5 separate regions of the Mus musculus genome follow, and regions 1, 2, 3 and 4 are each linked to region 5. The links are chromatin contacts, called in public ChIA-PET, HiChIP or PLAC-seq and promoter capture Hi-C maps. All regions are on one chromosome and are shown on one strand. The core of a region is the stretch at or near the end of the contact, and the rest is flanking DNA. Distances in the headings are between cores, read along the strand shown.

Evidence for each region. Promoter capture Hi-C pulls out the DNA fragments that hold promoters and counts their contacts. ChIA-PET counts read pairs in DNA pulled down with a chosen protein or histone mark. HiChIP or PLAC-seq counts read pairs in DNA pulled down with a chosen protein or histone mark.
Region 1: a contact with region 5 is called in a promoter capture Hi-C map of cranial neural crest. The contact joins the enhancer-like site here to the promoter of Scfd1 in region 5. A contact is called at or near these places in 15 of 39 promoter capture datasets (the C10 cell line, the HPC-7 cell line, HPC-7-derived erythroid cells and 9 more), 11 of 484 Hi-C or Micro-C datasets (CD8 T cells, DN3 thymocytes, LSK cells and 5 more), 4 of 115 datasets of contacts at active chromatin or transcription factors (the SCID.adh cell line, cardiomyocytes, memory CD8 T cells and 1 more) and 2 of 9 other capture datasets (adipose tissue and liver).
Region 2: a contact with region 5 is called in an H3K27ac HiChIP or PLAC-seq map of epiblast stem cells, with 2.4 times the contacts expected there. The contact joins the enhancer-like site here to the promoter of Scfd1 in region 5. A contact is called at or near these places in 12 of 39 promoter capture datasets (the 3T3-L1 cell line, 3T3-L1-derived adipocytes, the C10 cell line and 10 more), 2 of 484 Hi-C or Micro-C datasets (B cells and CD4 T cells), 2 of 115 datasets of contacts at active chromatin or transcription factors (bone marrow-derived macrophages and epiblast stem cells) and 4 of 9 other capture datasets (adipose tissue, embryonic stem cells, liver and 1 more).
Region 3: a contact with region 5 is called in an RNA polymerase II ChIA-PET map of memory CD8 T cells, with 25 read pairs. The contact joins the enhancer-like site here to the promoter of Scfd1 in region 5. A contact is called at or near these places in 6 of 39 promoter capture datasets (the C10 cell line, the HPC-7 cell line, hematopoietic stem and progenitor cells and 2 more), 2 of 484 Hi-C or Micro-C datasets (the G1E-ER4 cell line and LSK cells), 2 of 115 datasets of contacts at active chromatin or transcription factors (effector CD8 T cells and memory CD8 T cells) and 3 of 9 other capture datasets (adipose tissue, liver and pancreatic islet).
Region 4: a contact with region 5 is called in a promoter capture Hi-C map of second pharyngeal arch cranial neural crest, with 2.7 times the contacts expected there. The contact joins the enhancer-like site here to the promoter of Scfd1 in region 5. A contact is called at or near these places in 11 of 39 promoter capture datasets (the C10 cell line, the HPC-7 cell line, HPC-7-derived erythroid cells and 6 more), 2 of 115 datasets of contacts at active chromatin or transcription factors (the 230-238 cell line and trophoblast stem cells) and 4 of 9 other capture datasets (adipose tissue, embryonic stem cells, liver and 1 more).

What each region holds. Positions count from the first base shown.
Region 1 is chr12:51,766,396-51,769,095 of GRCm38.p6, reverse strand. It overlaps Hectd1 (HECT domain E3 ubiquitin protein ligase 1), which reads left to right. Exons shown (of 43, transcript NM_144788.2): 25 at 1-567; 26 at 1,319-1,540. Among named protein-coding and RNA genes, the nearest start is that of Gm5785, 60 kb to the left of the region's middle. Within about 2 kb of position 1,440, at least 31 of the 459 cell types and tissues checked have an H3K27ac peak or open chromatin away from gene starts, as enhancers often do.
Region 2 is chr12:51,672,300-51,674,999 of GRCm38.p6, reverse strand. The region is part of intron 1 of Strn3 (striatin, calmodulin binding protein 3); the gene reads left to right. Among named protein-coding and RNA genes, the nearest start is that of Ap4s1, 17 kb to the left of the region's middle. Within about 2 kb of position 1,324, at least 24 of the 459 cell types and tissues checked have an H3K27ac peak or open chromatin away from gene starts, as enhancers often do. A contact at or near this core is called in epiblast stem cells, where this site is marked.
Region 3 is chr12:51,886,126-51,888,878 of GRCm38.p6, reverse strand. It overlaps Heatr5a (HEAT repeat containing 5A), which reads left to right. Exons shown (of 36, transcript NM_177171.4): 31 at 1-25; 32 at 609-881. Among named protein-coding and RNA genes, the nearest start is that of Gm34894, 36 kb to the right of the region's middle. Within about 2 kb of position 1,343, at least 99 of the 459 cell types and tissues checked have an H3K27ac peak or open chromatin away from gene starts, as enhancers often do. A contact at or near this core is called in LSK cells, effector CD8 T cells, hematopoietic stem and progenitor cells and 2 more, where this site is marked.
Region 4 is chr12:51,635,132-51,637,831 of GRCm38.p6, reverse strand. All of the region lies in intron 8 of Strn3 (striatin, calmodulin binding protein 3), which reads left to right. Among named protein-coding and RNA genes, the nearest start is that of Coch, 43 kb to the right of the region's middle. Within about 2 kb of position 1,396, at least 6 of the 459 cell types and tissues checked have an H3K27ac peak or open chromatin away from gene starts, as enhancers often do.
Region 5 is chr12:51,376,199-51,378,898 of GRCm38.p6, reverse strand. Scfd1 (Sec1 family domain containing 1) reads right to left here and starts at 1,386. Exons shown (of 25, transcript NM_029825.3): 1 at 1,263-1,386. The coding sequence starts at 1,314. G2e3 (G2/M-phase specific E3 ubiquitin ligase) reads right to left here. Exons shown (of 15, transcript NM_001015099.2): 15 at 1,913-2,700.

The DNA.
Region 1 (2,700 bases), core at 191-2,690, 390 kb before region 5:
GCTTGGCTTCGACCAAAACGGAACGGAGATCAGAAATTGTAATGGAACACAGTATAGTTTCAGGAGCTGATGTCCATGAACCAATTGTTGTTCTTTCATCTGCTGAAAACGTCCCTCAAACAGAAGTAGGGTCATCTTCCAGTGCAAGCACCAGCACCCTAACAGCGGAAACGGGAAGTGAAAATGCGGAAAGGAAGTTAGGCCCTGATAGTTCTGTTCGAGCTCCTGGGGAGTCTAGTGCGATATCCATGGGGATTGTTAGCGTTAGCTCTCCTGATGTTAGTTCGGTATCTGAATTAACCAATAAGGAAGCAGCTTCACAACGACCCCTTAGCTCTTCGGCAAGTAACAGACTGTCGGTGAGCTCTCTGTTGGCAGCCGGGGCCCCTATGAGCTCCAGTGCGAGTGTACCTAACCTGTCCTCAAGAGAGACATCTAGCTTGGAGAGCTTTGTCAGGAGAGTGGCAAACATAGCACGGACTAATGCCACCAACAACATGAACCTAAGCCGAAGCAGCAGTGACAACAACACTAACACTTTGGGGAGGAACGTGATGAGCACCGCAAGTAAGTGAGCTTTCCTTCTGGGGTCCAGTACTTCCTGTGAGGGAGCTGAGGCTAGCCACGTCAGACAGACTGCCCTCTCAGATGCAGCACTTGGGAACTATGAAGTCAGGGTCTGAAGAACCTACAGTAGTTCAGGACTTGAGACTAGCTTGCATTTTATAAGAGACGGCTACACAAAACTACACGACAGATTAGCTGACTAGTTCCCACGGCACGCCTCTCACTCAGCCCCTGTATTCACTATAGCTTCCAAACGCTAGCTAACTCTAATTTTAAGTTACTAATGGGGCCAAGTGATTCCCATAAAATTACAATAAAATTAATCCTGTTGCTTATTTTTTGTAAAAGCTAGGCTTTAAAAGGTAATTATGGACTTTTTTTTTCCTTTTTTCTTTTTTTATTTTTTTTTTTTTTTTTTTTGTTTTCAAGACAGGGTTTCTCTGTGTAGCCCTGGCTGTCCTGGGACTCACTTTGTAGACCAGGCTGGCCTCGAACTCAGAAATCCACCTGCCTCTGCCTCCCAAGTGCTGGGATTAAAGGCGTGCACCACCACCGCCCGGCAGTAATTGTGTTTTTAAAAACAGTAAGTTTTAGTTGGTTTTCAGTTCGGTTCCCAAAGTTGTTGCTTTTCAATGTTTTCATTATTAATGTGTTTCATGAAATTAAAAAAATATTTTATCTTGATTTTTTTTTTTTTAAAGGTTCCTTCAATACTGCGTATTTAACTGATTTGCTTCATTTTTATTTTTAGCTTCTCCACTTATGGGTGCTCAGAGTTTCCCTAATTTGACCACACCTGGTACTACATCAACAGTGACAATGTCAACATCGAGTGTTACGAGCAGCAGCAATGTAGCTACGGCAACCACAGTTTTATCAGTGGGTCAATCATTAAGTAATACTTTAACCACCAGCCTCACATCAACCTCTAGTGAGAGTGACACAGGCCAGGAAGCAGAATACTCCTTATATGGTAAGTTACAGATCAAAGTTTATTAACTATACAATCCATCCATCCAACTGGATCCATTAACATGGTGCATTTTTCCTGGAATTCTTGATGAGGAATGGAATTTGAGGTAAGGTCTTACTTTGTAGCCTTAGCTGGTTTAGAACTCACTATGTAAACCTGGCTGGCTTTAAATTCACCTGTCTCTGCCTCCTGAGTGCTGGGATTAAAGGTCTGCACACCACGTCCATCCTTATATATTTTCAACCTTTTATATAAAATAATGTCTTTGTATAAAATGGAAAAACTCCATGATGTAGAGAAGATTAAAAAATTATCTGATTATAGGGGCTAGGAAGATGGCTCAGGGGTTAGTGTGGTTGTCGGTCCTACTGAGGACCCAGGTTTTTAGAAAAAAAATTAATAAAACAAGTAGAGTACCTACCTTCCAACCTGATCAGGTACATACCTGTGTGTATGGGGTTTGTTTGCTTGTTTAAGCTAAAGGGAATTGTGTCCTTTAGCTATTTCTTTTCCTCAGTGTATTTGAAAATATATCCCATTGTTTGATGTGTTTCTACAACATTTGGAATTACTGCCAAATATTCCACTATAGGGTGATCATGATAAGTTATACGCTTTGTCTAACAGTTACAACTTTTTCTTTCTCATAAACATAAATATACAACCTAGTATTGCTGTGGATCGCCTTAGGTTTGTTCTTTAAAGTAATTACTTCCAAAACAGTTGTCTTCCTGTCAAGATGAGTTGAAATATTTTTTATTTTTTTACCACATAGCCTTGATCATGTTTATTGTCTCCCCTTTGGCAATACTAGAAATCAAACCCAGGACTCACAGGTTAGGAGAACCCTCTGTCCTTGAACTGTATCTTCTGCCCTCTGTTCTTTTAAAAAAATATTTTTGATACTTTCAAAGAAGAGCTTATGTATGCACATCTGAATATGGGTATTGGAATCCAGAACAGGACGTCAGGTCCCTAGAAACTAGAGTTACAGGTGACTGTGACCTGCTCAGCATGACTGCTGGGGACTGAACTCATGACCTTGGCAAGAACAAGTGCTCTCAACTGTTGAGCCGTCTCTCCAGCTTTTCACTTTAGTTCTGGACTGCGGTGATCTAAATAGGGCTGTGAGTTTGCCATGTGAAAGGGAGTAAAATGTT
Region 2 (2,700 bases), core at 75-2,574, 300 kb before region 5:
AGAAAAGGCTATTTACCAGACTCAGTGAAATGAAAGAATGACAGATAGCTAGAAGTGTATTTTAGTCAGGAAGTGAAGAAAAAGGAAAGAAAAGGTCAGACAGGGTGGCCCTACGTCTAAATTCCAGTGCAAAACAAAACCTCAGTGAGTTGAGCCTAGTTGTGTATAATCCATTTTCTAGGGAAGGTGAGGCAAAAGAATAAGTTCAAGGCTATCCTGGGCAATTTTGATAACACTCTCAAGATAAAAAATACAAAAGAGTTGGCTATATATACCTCTTTGGTGGAGTACTTGCCTACTATGTGTGAGGCTCAGGAGTTCAACTCCTAATCCCAACACAAACCCAACAAAATATCAAGTGTTGGTAAAGGTGTGGAAATTGCGACATTTGTACACAACTAATAGAACTTTAATATTATGGCAGGTGCTTGAAATACATTTTTAGTTTTTAAAATTTATTTTATGTATATTGGTGTCTGGTTTGCATGTCTGTGTACCATGTGTATGCAGTGCCTGCCTAGGCCAGAAGCACAAGTTAAATCCTCAGAAATTGTATTTTCAGGAAATTGTATGCTGGGAATGGATCGCAGGTCTTCTGGAAGACATGGACCTGTCGCTCCAGCCTCAACCATCTCACTATAGTAATGCTGTGCTTCAGGTCCTTCCTTTTCTAGTGCAGTTACAGGTGGCCTTGTCTATGCTATGACAATTGTAGGCAGTTTGGTCATAGTGTCTGCTATTTTTTAAACACTACATCCTGTGATTTCTTTGTAAGTTAAAGGATCCTCCATGTCTACCCCTGTAGCCCCCCCATAGCCCTTATGAATCACAGTACCTGCTCCCACAGTGTTCATTGAGAGCTCTTACACTTCCATTTGCTGACATTTCTCTTCACCTCTTGGTTCATTGGCCCAGGAAAAAAGTTGTGCAGAAACTCCTCTTACCACATTTACATTTCTTTCTCTTTACTCCTTCTCTTTCTATTTTTTTCTCCTTTCCCTTTCTGAGATGGAAACTTCTGGTTTCTTTGGAAAGTCAGTTCTGTCGGATGGTATTTTGCTGGGGCAAACACATTAAGAAATGTTTTCCTGAAGCAGACAAAGGGGATAGGATATTTTTCTAAAGCAAGCATGTGAAAGGGCATATGATGGATTTAAAGGGCATATGTGAAAGGACACACGTGTGGTTTGCCTTATGTATTGTTGAATTCCATTTGTCATGACTCCATAGAGAGAAATGCACCAGGAAGCTTCATGAGAGGTTTCTACAGCTTCAGTGGATTTGGGCTGATTGGCAGAGTGATGTCAGCTGATGCAAACTGAGTCAAGACCCGTGGAAGACTCATGATGATTGGAGGGAGTATAAATAAGACTCAGCAGACAGTGGTGGGGAGAGGGGTTTGGCTTCTTGGTCGTCTTCACTGATCTCCGCTTTGTTGAGAAAAATATGCCTAAAAAACCCTCCTGGCATCCCTGGTGGTTCTGGTCCCTCCTGCTGGCTTGTGCTGGTTCTGCTAAGGCCTGGCTATTTCTGTTAAGTCATGCTATCTCTGATGATTCGTGTGTGCTATCCTGACACTACCAAACTAGACCACTGGTATATTTGTAAAGTATAATACTGCTGACCTGTGAACTAAACTACTGATTTCCTGAAAACACAGATGATATTTGCTCCAAAAAAAATTTCTAAACAGTCTGCTTCCCTGTACCCTAATAACCTTTCTTTTCCACTACCTCTGGGGGTGATGGGCTAAAAAGGAGGTTAAAAGGTTTTAAAACCCATATTAAAAGTAAGATTTAAGAGGTTAAAACTATACCTTTCCCCTTCTCCATTTTCCCATTCCTTCTTTTTTTCTTCTCTTTCCTTGAGTGCCTCAAACTTGCTATATAGTTGAGTCTGACCTAATTTATTCCCTTCTGCCTCTGCCTCTGCCTCCCAGGTTCTGAGATTACAGGTGTGTATTCATGGCTCCAAATCTATTCTTTTGAATTGTAATTTTACAGATAAACTCTCATGTTTTCTGAGTATTAGTATTATACTGGTATAGCAAGATAATTTGCCTAAGGTCAGTTCTAAGTGTTAGCATTGGAATGTGAATTGGAATCTACCATCTGTTTGTAAATCATGTGGTTGTCTGTCTGTCTGTCTAATCTTGGTTACAAGGGGCAGGTTTTCTTTGTTGTTCTGGCTGTCCCAAAGCTCGCTTTGGAGAACTGCCTCTTACCCCCCAAGCACTAGCTAAATCCAGGGTTCTTGTTTCATGTGCTACAATTTTGTTGCTACTTTCCCCCTCAGACCCATATTCTGAATTCCTTGGACTACCATGAGGAAGGTTGCTTTTGATAGCAGATGTAGGTCTTTTCTCTTGTATGCATGCTGATATATGAGAACATTTCTTTCACATTGAAGGTGATCAGTCTGGCTTGTGGGTAGTGTGTATACCAGATTGCCAGGCTGGGTCCTGGAGGGAGACGTTTTATGATGCTGTTCTATAATTTGAACTGGAACAGGCTGCTTCCTATGAGTTAGACTCCATGCTTTTGTTTTTTTGCGACAGGATTTCTCTGTGTAACCTTGAGTGTCCTTGAATTCACTTTGTAGACCAGGCTGGGCTCCAACTCAGAGATCTATCTTCCTGTCTCTGCTTCCTGGCTTCATAGGACTTTTCTAAATGGCTGTTCAAATTATTAAGTATTTGTT
Region 3 (2,753 bases), core at 94-2,593, 510 kb before region 5:
AAGGAAAAAAGACGTAGTGCAGAAGGTAAATATTAACTCAGTGACATAGCATCTCTTCTCATTCCAGTTCTGAGAGTCATACACTCTGTATGCAGTGGGCAAGCGCTGTTCCCCTAGGCGCAGCCGCAGCCACACAACGCAGCGCAGTGTCATTGTCTTCACAAGTGTTACTCGGGGTAACCACACAATCTGGATACTGCTGAAACTAGGGCAGACGGCAATACAGACCTAAAGAGCAAACGGGCAGAAGTGGGCAGTATGTGGGGGCCGGTGGGCAGAGTCTAGTCTGATCCTTGTGCCCAGCCGCTGCCAGTCTGTAAGATGACAGAGTCGCTGTTGGAGCTGCTGCTGTCAGATTCTCACTTATAACAGCACAGAGATGAGTTTGATCGGGCACTATTTTAAGGCTGAAAAGATTACAAGAATTTTATTTTTAACCCACTGTAATGAGAACTCATAGTAAAAACAACTTTAACTTCAGAGCTGCTTTTTCCTTAAGCTTTTCACACCTAGGACTTAGCCACTAAATGCATTGTCTGGAATTGCCACCTACTTGGAGCCAAGCAAGCAGCAAGTATTTCTTAAGCACTGTTCCCTCTGTGTTTCAGTTGATGATGGAGCCTCTGAGAAGGAAACCCTGCCAGAGTTTGGTGAAGGGAAGGACACAGGAGGACTCGTACCTGGGAAGTCTTTGGTCTTTGCAACCCTGGAACTCTGTGTCTGCATCCTCGTTAGACAGCTCCCAGAACTGAACCCTAAGCTGGCAGGTAGCCCAGGAGGAAAGGCTTCAAAGCCGAAGACCCTGTTGGAGGAGGGAAGTAGACTGGTGGCGGCTGCCCTGGCCATCCTTGCTGAGCTTCCTGCAGTGTGCTCTCCTGAAGGTATGCTGTGCTGTGTGAGCTTCCTGCAGTGTGCACTCCTGAAGGTATGCTGTGCTGTGTGAGCTTCCTGCAGTGTGCTCTCCTGAAGGTATGCTGTGCTGTGTGAGCTTCCTGCAGTGTGCTCTCCTGAAGGTATGCTGTGCTGTGCGTAGGACCTAGAGCCGTGCCTCTCAGTCACTTCCTCGGTTGGGTGACCCCAGCCGTAGAACTGCTTCCTTGCTACTTCATAACTGACTTGCTACTGCTGTGAATCATAATGTAAATACCTGATATACAGTCCACAGTGGGGCCATGGCCTCCAGGTTGCCAGCCACTGTCCTAGAAGAAGGGGACTGACCTAGTTGCTATTCATTTTCTCATTTGAGTACTTTTTATAATCCTGTAAGATTAGTCTTGCAGTCTAATATAATTTGTTTCACCAAGAGGTGAAAGTGAAAGCCACAAACAGCAGATGTGATGGTGAATGCGCTTCCTGTGACTGCCTTCTTACTCCAGGTCTAGGCGTGGAGCCCAGGCTTGGAGCATGCGAGAGTGTGCCCTGACCATCAAGCTGACAGTATTTTAAATCAAGTAGTAGTACTTGTACATTTTCAGTGTGCAGTATCTGGTGGACAGTTCTGACTCCATATGACAAATTTGTCATGAGGATGCCCTGTCCTGTTTGGGACCAAATCCATTCAGTTCTTTCATCTAGCTCCTAGGGTTCTCTGGGTGCTGCTAACTCCACTGCCTGCCAGAGGCTCCCTGCTGATCCTGTTGTTTGCAGTGGGCATACTTTCTGTGAGCATAAGCCACCTAATTCTGGGTCAGGTAGGCCCACTCTGCCACCGTGTGTGTGTGTGTGTGTGTGTGTGTGTGTGTGTGTGTGTGTGTGTGTGTGTGTGTTGGAGAAGAGTGTTTCGGGAGTCGGTTCTTGCTACTTTGTTTGGCGGCAGCCTCGCTCTTGCTCCTGTCACTGTGGTGCTCCATGTGGGTCTCTGATCTGCAAGCTTCCAGGTGACTCGCCTCCCATCTTGCCATAGGGATGCTAGGATCACAGGTGTTCACCACTGTGTCCAGCTTCTCCAGCAAACAGTGCACTGATCTAGCTTTTTAATGTTTTCTTCCTTCAAAGTTAACTCTGGTCTCACCTTATCAGAAAATGTTTCCCTGGAGACCTTCTCATAATGAGTTTTGTTTGTTCTTGTATAAACACTATTTCTTATGAAGATCTATAGCTTTCTCCATCATGTAACTATATTATATGTAACTATTACATATAAAAGATAAATATGTGTGTAGGTGTGTTTTATTTCTAGTTAAAATTTGTCTTTTGAACAAAGTCTAGCACAGGATGTGAGAAGATGGCTCGGTGGTGAAGTTCCTGCCATGCAAGCATGACCTCAAAAGCTGAGCGGCCCGTGTGTACCTGTAACCCCAGTGCTGCGGTAGAGGGAGAGGCAAAAGCAGGCAGAGCCACAGAGTTCATGAGGCAGCCACCCAGCCAGCCAGCCAGCCAGTCAGTGAGAATGTCACAGAAAATAAGGTGGAGCCATCACACACACACATACACACACGCACACACAGCAACTGACCAACCTACATCCCGAGTTCAAGTCCAACCTGGGCAGTTTAGTGAAACTCTATCTCAAAATTAAAGCTAAAAGAGAAGGCGAGTTCCGAGGAGATATAGCTCAGTAGTAGAACGTGCTTACCTACCAAGAGTAAAGCCCTAGGTTCAGTTCCCAAAACAAAAGGTCTTGTAAACATAGTTTAAATAAATTGAGTAGTAATGAACCTTCATCACATTGTGAAAATACTTAGAGCTACAGGACTGTGTCCTTCAAAATGCGAAGCTAGAACTAGACTTGGAGATACTTGCCTGTCATGCCT
Region 4 (2,700 bases), core at 147-2,646, 260 kb before region 5:
TTCCTGGCTTCAGTTTTATACTTTTAAGACAGCCCTGAGCTAGGCATGGTGACAGTGCCTGTACTTCCAGCACTTACCTGGCAGAGGTAGGATGATCAGAAATTCAAGGCCTGCCTTAGACTACTTGAGATCCTGGATTAAAAATGTAAACAAGCCAATGTTTTGTGGTTGGTTTGTTTGTTTGTTTGTTTTAATCTTAGGTCAGTACTTGTCCCTTCTTTTCATCTTCTCCTCTGTCTAACTAGCTTTACTTCCGCTCCTCCTACCCATCTAAGGTACAGTTTTCGAATGGACCAGCTAATCCTGTGCTGGGTTGCTCCCTCCCTCCCTATCCTTTTAATTGTTTTCATCTCCAGTCAGAAAGATACTCTCAAGAGTACAGTGCAGTTTTTAATCCATAGACTCACTTTGTAGTTCTGCTTATTTTTCTTCAATATTGTAGTATCACATTTATTTAAGACAACAGTTGCCATGTTGAAAGAAACTTGCTTTTGCTCTTTTTTTTTTTTTTTTTTTTAAAGCTAGCCTGCAAGGACTCATTTCCTGAACTTTGAGGTCAGGTTATGAAGTTGACTCCCAACGACAGCTTGAGACATAGTCACTACTTATATCAGGGATAAAATCCAAGTTCAAAATGTTGCCAGTTTAGGTTCTGCATATTTCATTAATTTCATTTTTTTCTCTTGCTTTTTTTTTTTTGTATGCATTTGTGTGTGTGTGTGATTTCAAGACATAGATTATTTCTAACAATGTGAAAAGTTTATTTTAATTACAGTGGTAGTCAGAAGATAAAACTGTTTGCCTCCTAGTCATTAGTCTTGCTAAACAAAATGTCAATTAGCAAAGACCACATTTAAGAAATGAAAAATGTTAGTTTTAGATTTGGAGAAAGTACTGTAAGTGCTGTGTAAAGGAAGATAAAGTTTGAGTGAGTAAATGGATGTAGATAACAGTTGTCAGCTTATTGATGTTTTCCATCGTGCTGCAGTCTGTTTAGAGGAATGTACATTTATGTAAAATCTGAAAGTCACAGTTAAGAGATAGAAGTATTGTGTTTTATAGTTCATAGTAGTGTTTCTCTCTTAAAAGTTAAAAATCTACCCCCTCTACTCCCCTCTTATAAAGCAGAGGTTTTTTTTTTTTTTTTTTTTTTTTTTTTTTTTATAGCTTAGGCTGGCTTGAAACTCTTTATTCTTCCTATTTCTATCTCCAGAGTGCTAGGACTACAAGTGTAAGCCACGACACGTACAGAAAAATATTTCTTTTAAATTCCTGCAATACTTAAGAACTGAAGGAATATTTTTATTGTATTTGTGTTACCTGTTTTTAAATAGAACCTCACTGTACAGTCCAGGCTGATCTGGAACCAGCTGGATAGTCCAGGCTTATCTCAAACTCCCAATGCCTTTGCCTCAGCCTCTTAAGTGCCAGAATTAAAAGTGTGTGTCCTAAACCTAACTCAGCTGATGTTTTTATAGGAAGTTCCTGAGCCTCTATGCCTTTGAATATTTGTATTAACATTAGGCACAATAATCTCATACTAACAATACCCCAGTCTTCTCATTATTGGTCAGCATTTAAAACTGTTAAATTATTTAGAATCTTTGGGTTTAGGATGAATGTGAAGATGCAGTAAGCTTTCAGTTGAAAAGGTAGGCATAGAGCCAGTGGCAGAGCAGTGGCCCAGCATGTGCAAGCCCTTATGATCAGTCCTCAGTACCTAAGTAAATATACCGATTAATTTTGCAGAGCAGAGACTATGATCTCTGGTTATGAAATCTGCTTTCATCTTTTGACAGCTTTTGAGAAACTAGTATTAGAGCAGAGAAGTTTCATCTTCTCCTAAGCTTGGCATTGTGCTACTTAAAGACTAATGTTTGACTGTAAGTATGTAAAGATAACATTATGCCATTCTGCATCCTAAATTTAAGCAATAACTTTAATATTCATCTCTGCTCCCTTCTGTATTTCCAAGTCTACTTACTTAAGGATTTATTTTTACATATTTTCTAAAACAAAGCTTTAGAATTTTTATTATGTTTGTTATAAGCTATCATAACAAAATTATTTACTTAAGCCACACATAAGTATTTACTAAGGCACACAGACATATAATAAATTCTTATGGCAGAAAAAAAATTAATAAAATATGTTCTGAGGAAATAGATTTGCTTAGAGAAATATATAGGATTTGTATAGGCCGAGAGAGTGAGTATGTGTGTGTGTATGTGTGTGTTTGCATGTGTGTCTGCGTGTGTGCCTGTGTGTGAGCGAGCAAGAGGGAGAGAGAAAGTGAGAGTGAGTTGGAGAGGGCAGATTCAGTCAAATAAAGCAGAATGCATAGCAGAATCATTTGCACTGTACGGAAAGTTAACGACGTTTGTGTTTTGGGTCAAGGTAAGGGATGGGATAGAAACCTGCACATCATGAAGCTTGTATAAGGTTAAGTAGACAATGTTAGGAGCCCTTATTCATGAAGTACTAAGTACCAAGCAAGGAAGCAGGAGAATAAATGTGATAATTTGGAAGCCAATTTAATTGGTAGTATTCAAATTTGATAGACAATAAATGGGGCATGAAGATCTTATAAAAAATGAGTCTAGTACAACCATGAGAGTCTTGATTAACAAAGCTGAGAAAAAGATTAAAGAACAATTTAAAAGAAAATTCTTTGTAAAAATAACTTTTCTCCTCTTTATA
Region 5 (2,700 bases), core at 137-2,636:
CAGCCTTGTCTACAGAGTGGGTTCCAGGACAGCCATGGCTACACAGAGAAACACTGTCTCGGAAGAAAAAAATAACAAACAAACAAACAAACAAACAAAGAAAAAGATATTATACCCAAACTTCTAAGAGAACTTGGGCTTCTGTTTGCTTGCAAATAAAATTAATTATCAAGCATTCTCAAATAATATTTGCTTACCATATTTTAAGTTATGCTTTACCGTTTTACTAAATTACCTACTGAGAAATGTAGAACTCAGTATGTTTTCTGTTAAGTATGCTACATTCAAATCTATCTTTTTTTTTTTTTAACACAAGGGAAGGAATCAGGCACAGTTCAAATTCTATTGCTATGTTGTATTGCTTGTAACCAATTGTTTTTCATACAAATAAGCATAGGTTCAAGAGAATTAAAGTTCTTTATCGCTTATGGACGATTTCTATTCTCTTTGGGAGTTACTAGATAAGTAGTATATGTAAGTCAGTTCTGATTTATACATATCACATTATATATGATATACGTATAGGTAATTATTCTGGGGCCAATATACATACATTAAGTTTCTAGAGTTTACTGAAAATAAGGAAAATCAGGTGTATCTCACATGTAAAAAAAAAAAAAAAACTAAACTAAAACCAAGGGAAGAAATATGTATCTTTAAATTTTTACTTTATAAATGGGTGTACAAATATGCTCTACTTAAGATACAACTGTTCTATATTTTAAGATTATTATCTGTGGAACAACTGAAAGAGGACGCTGTTAATTTGATTTGACATTCCGAAGTCTCTTCCAGCTTTATCACCTGGCATTTTCCATCAGCTTCTCCCAAAGGGTCCAAAGATGATGGCATAAAGTAAGGTGCTCGGAAAAGAATACTTAGATTTTGTAATCATGGCTCAAGTGTCAAAAACAGGTTTTTTTAAAAAAAACCCTAAAACTGAAAGTGAAAACCAAACCGACCTGGGAGACTTGAAATACGAACACAAACCTATAGACCTCGTTAAGTGACAAGACAGGAAAGAAAACACCAGCTGCTGGTCCTTGCCCTGATGGCCTTCTAAAACTCGGCAATTAAAAAATAAGTAGCTAGCACTGTAGCAAGCAGCCTGTGGTAAAGGCTGTGAAGCTTACAGGCATCTCTTCCCCACAACCTCAAAACGGAGCAGCTCTCAAAGCTCAACTCCGAGCTGTACGAACAACCCAGAGATGATGACAGGCCGCTGCTGAGGCACACACTGCAGAGAAGGAAATACCGAGTACCTGTTTGCCTCTCCCGAATGCTGGCCGTGGCCGCCATCTTGCTTCCCACCATCCACTGCCCGGCTGGCACTGGGAGCCCGAAGATGACGTGGCCCTACCTCCCGCGCCGGAAGCAGAACCAGGAGGCGGGCTATGGCGGCAGCCGGCCCGCCTCCCCGGTCCCAGCCCTCGCCTTTCCTCACAGACATTGGTGTTTGCAGATTTCCCAGCAGCGTTTCTAACTAATCGGGGCGAACCTCCCGAGGTCGCTACTCTTAAACCGCTTCTCAGGGCATGGGCGTGGTGGAGCGCTTACAATCTAATTGATAGTGCACTTCTCATCAAGTTTAAATCCTCATAAAAATTTACAAGGCCAAATGAGACGCCAGAAATTGCGTTTTCTTGATTTCCATAACAGTAGTGTCCCTTCCCTCTTTCCTCTGGGGGGGGAGGGGGGGGGGAAACTACAAGCGTGGTAATTTATTCCGTTTGATTTCTTCAGGAAAGGGCTTTGGCCTGCTAGGGTATAAAATCACAGAAAAGCCAAATGGCAGAATTTCCTCTCAGTAGTGCAAATTAAAAAAACAAATGATTGTGAGCAGAATCCGGATGATCACAGCCAGGTTTGGTACATTTAGAGCCCTGTGATTATGAAATAAATCTCACATCGACCATTTTCATAATAGATTTTATTAATGTCAAAAATATATACAATGACAACTTATTACCAATCAATGAACCCACCGATGACACTGCATTATGGATTAATTCTCAGGCAGTCAGATTCTGAAATGAAATCATACTTTCAAAAATTTGGCTTTCAAAATTATACAAATAATTTATCTTATTTTTTAAAATCAAGATTGCATTTTTTTTACAATAAAAACACATTTGACAGATGTAGATACCTATTTTTATAAAGTTACAACAGGTTATCTATAACTACCAGTTTGTGCCCTAGGGGAAGTATCTCAATTCTGGTGTCCATGGACTCTTGAGCAGAATGGCTTTCCCACCTTCCAGTGAGTTTAATCTTACTCACCTGAGAATCCCCACTTTTAAGTACAAATTTGTCATTTGACCATTTAAGTTCCATACTAACTCCTTCCAAGACTATAAGGCACATTATCATAAAATACTAAGACATTTATACAGTGTGCATGTTTCTGTCCAATGGTGTAATGTGGGGAGTAAACATAAAGATATATATATTCATTAGAAGAGTAACTATATAGAACAGTCCTGCAAAGCTACGACCAAGAATGATATTAATGTTGATTATAAGAATAAAAATCATGACTTCAGAGTTAGATTTATTGTAGCTGTTTAACTCCAGATTTTTTGGTTTAAATAATTGAACATCAAGGGATAGTTTTATCTTAGAAAATTTGCTAAAAACAGTTTGTTTCTTGAGTTCAAGGAGCTCTCAGACAAGAAGAGTAAAGATTTTGGATCTTAC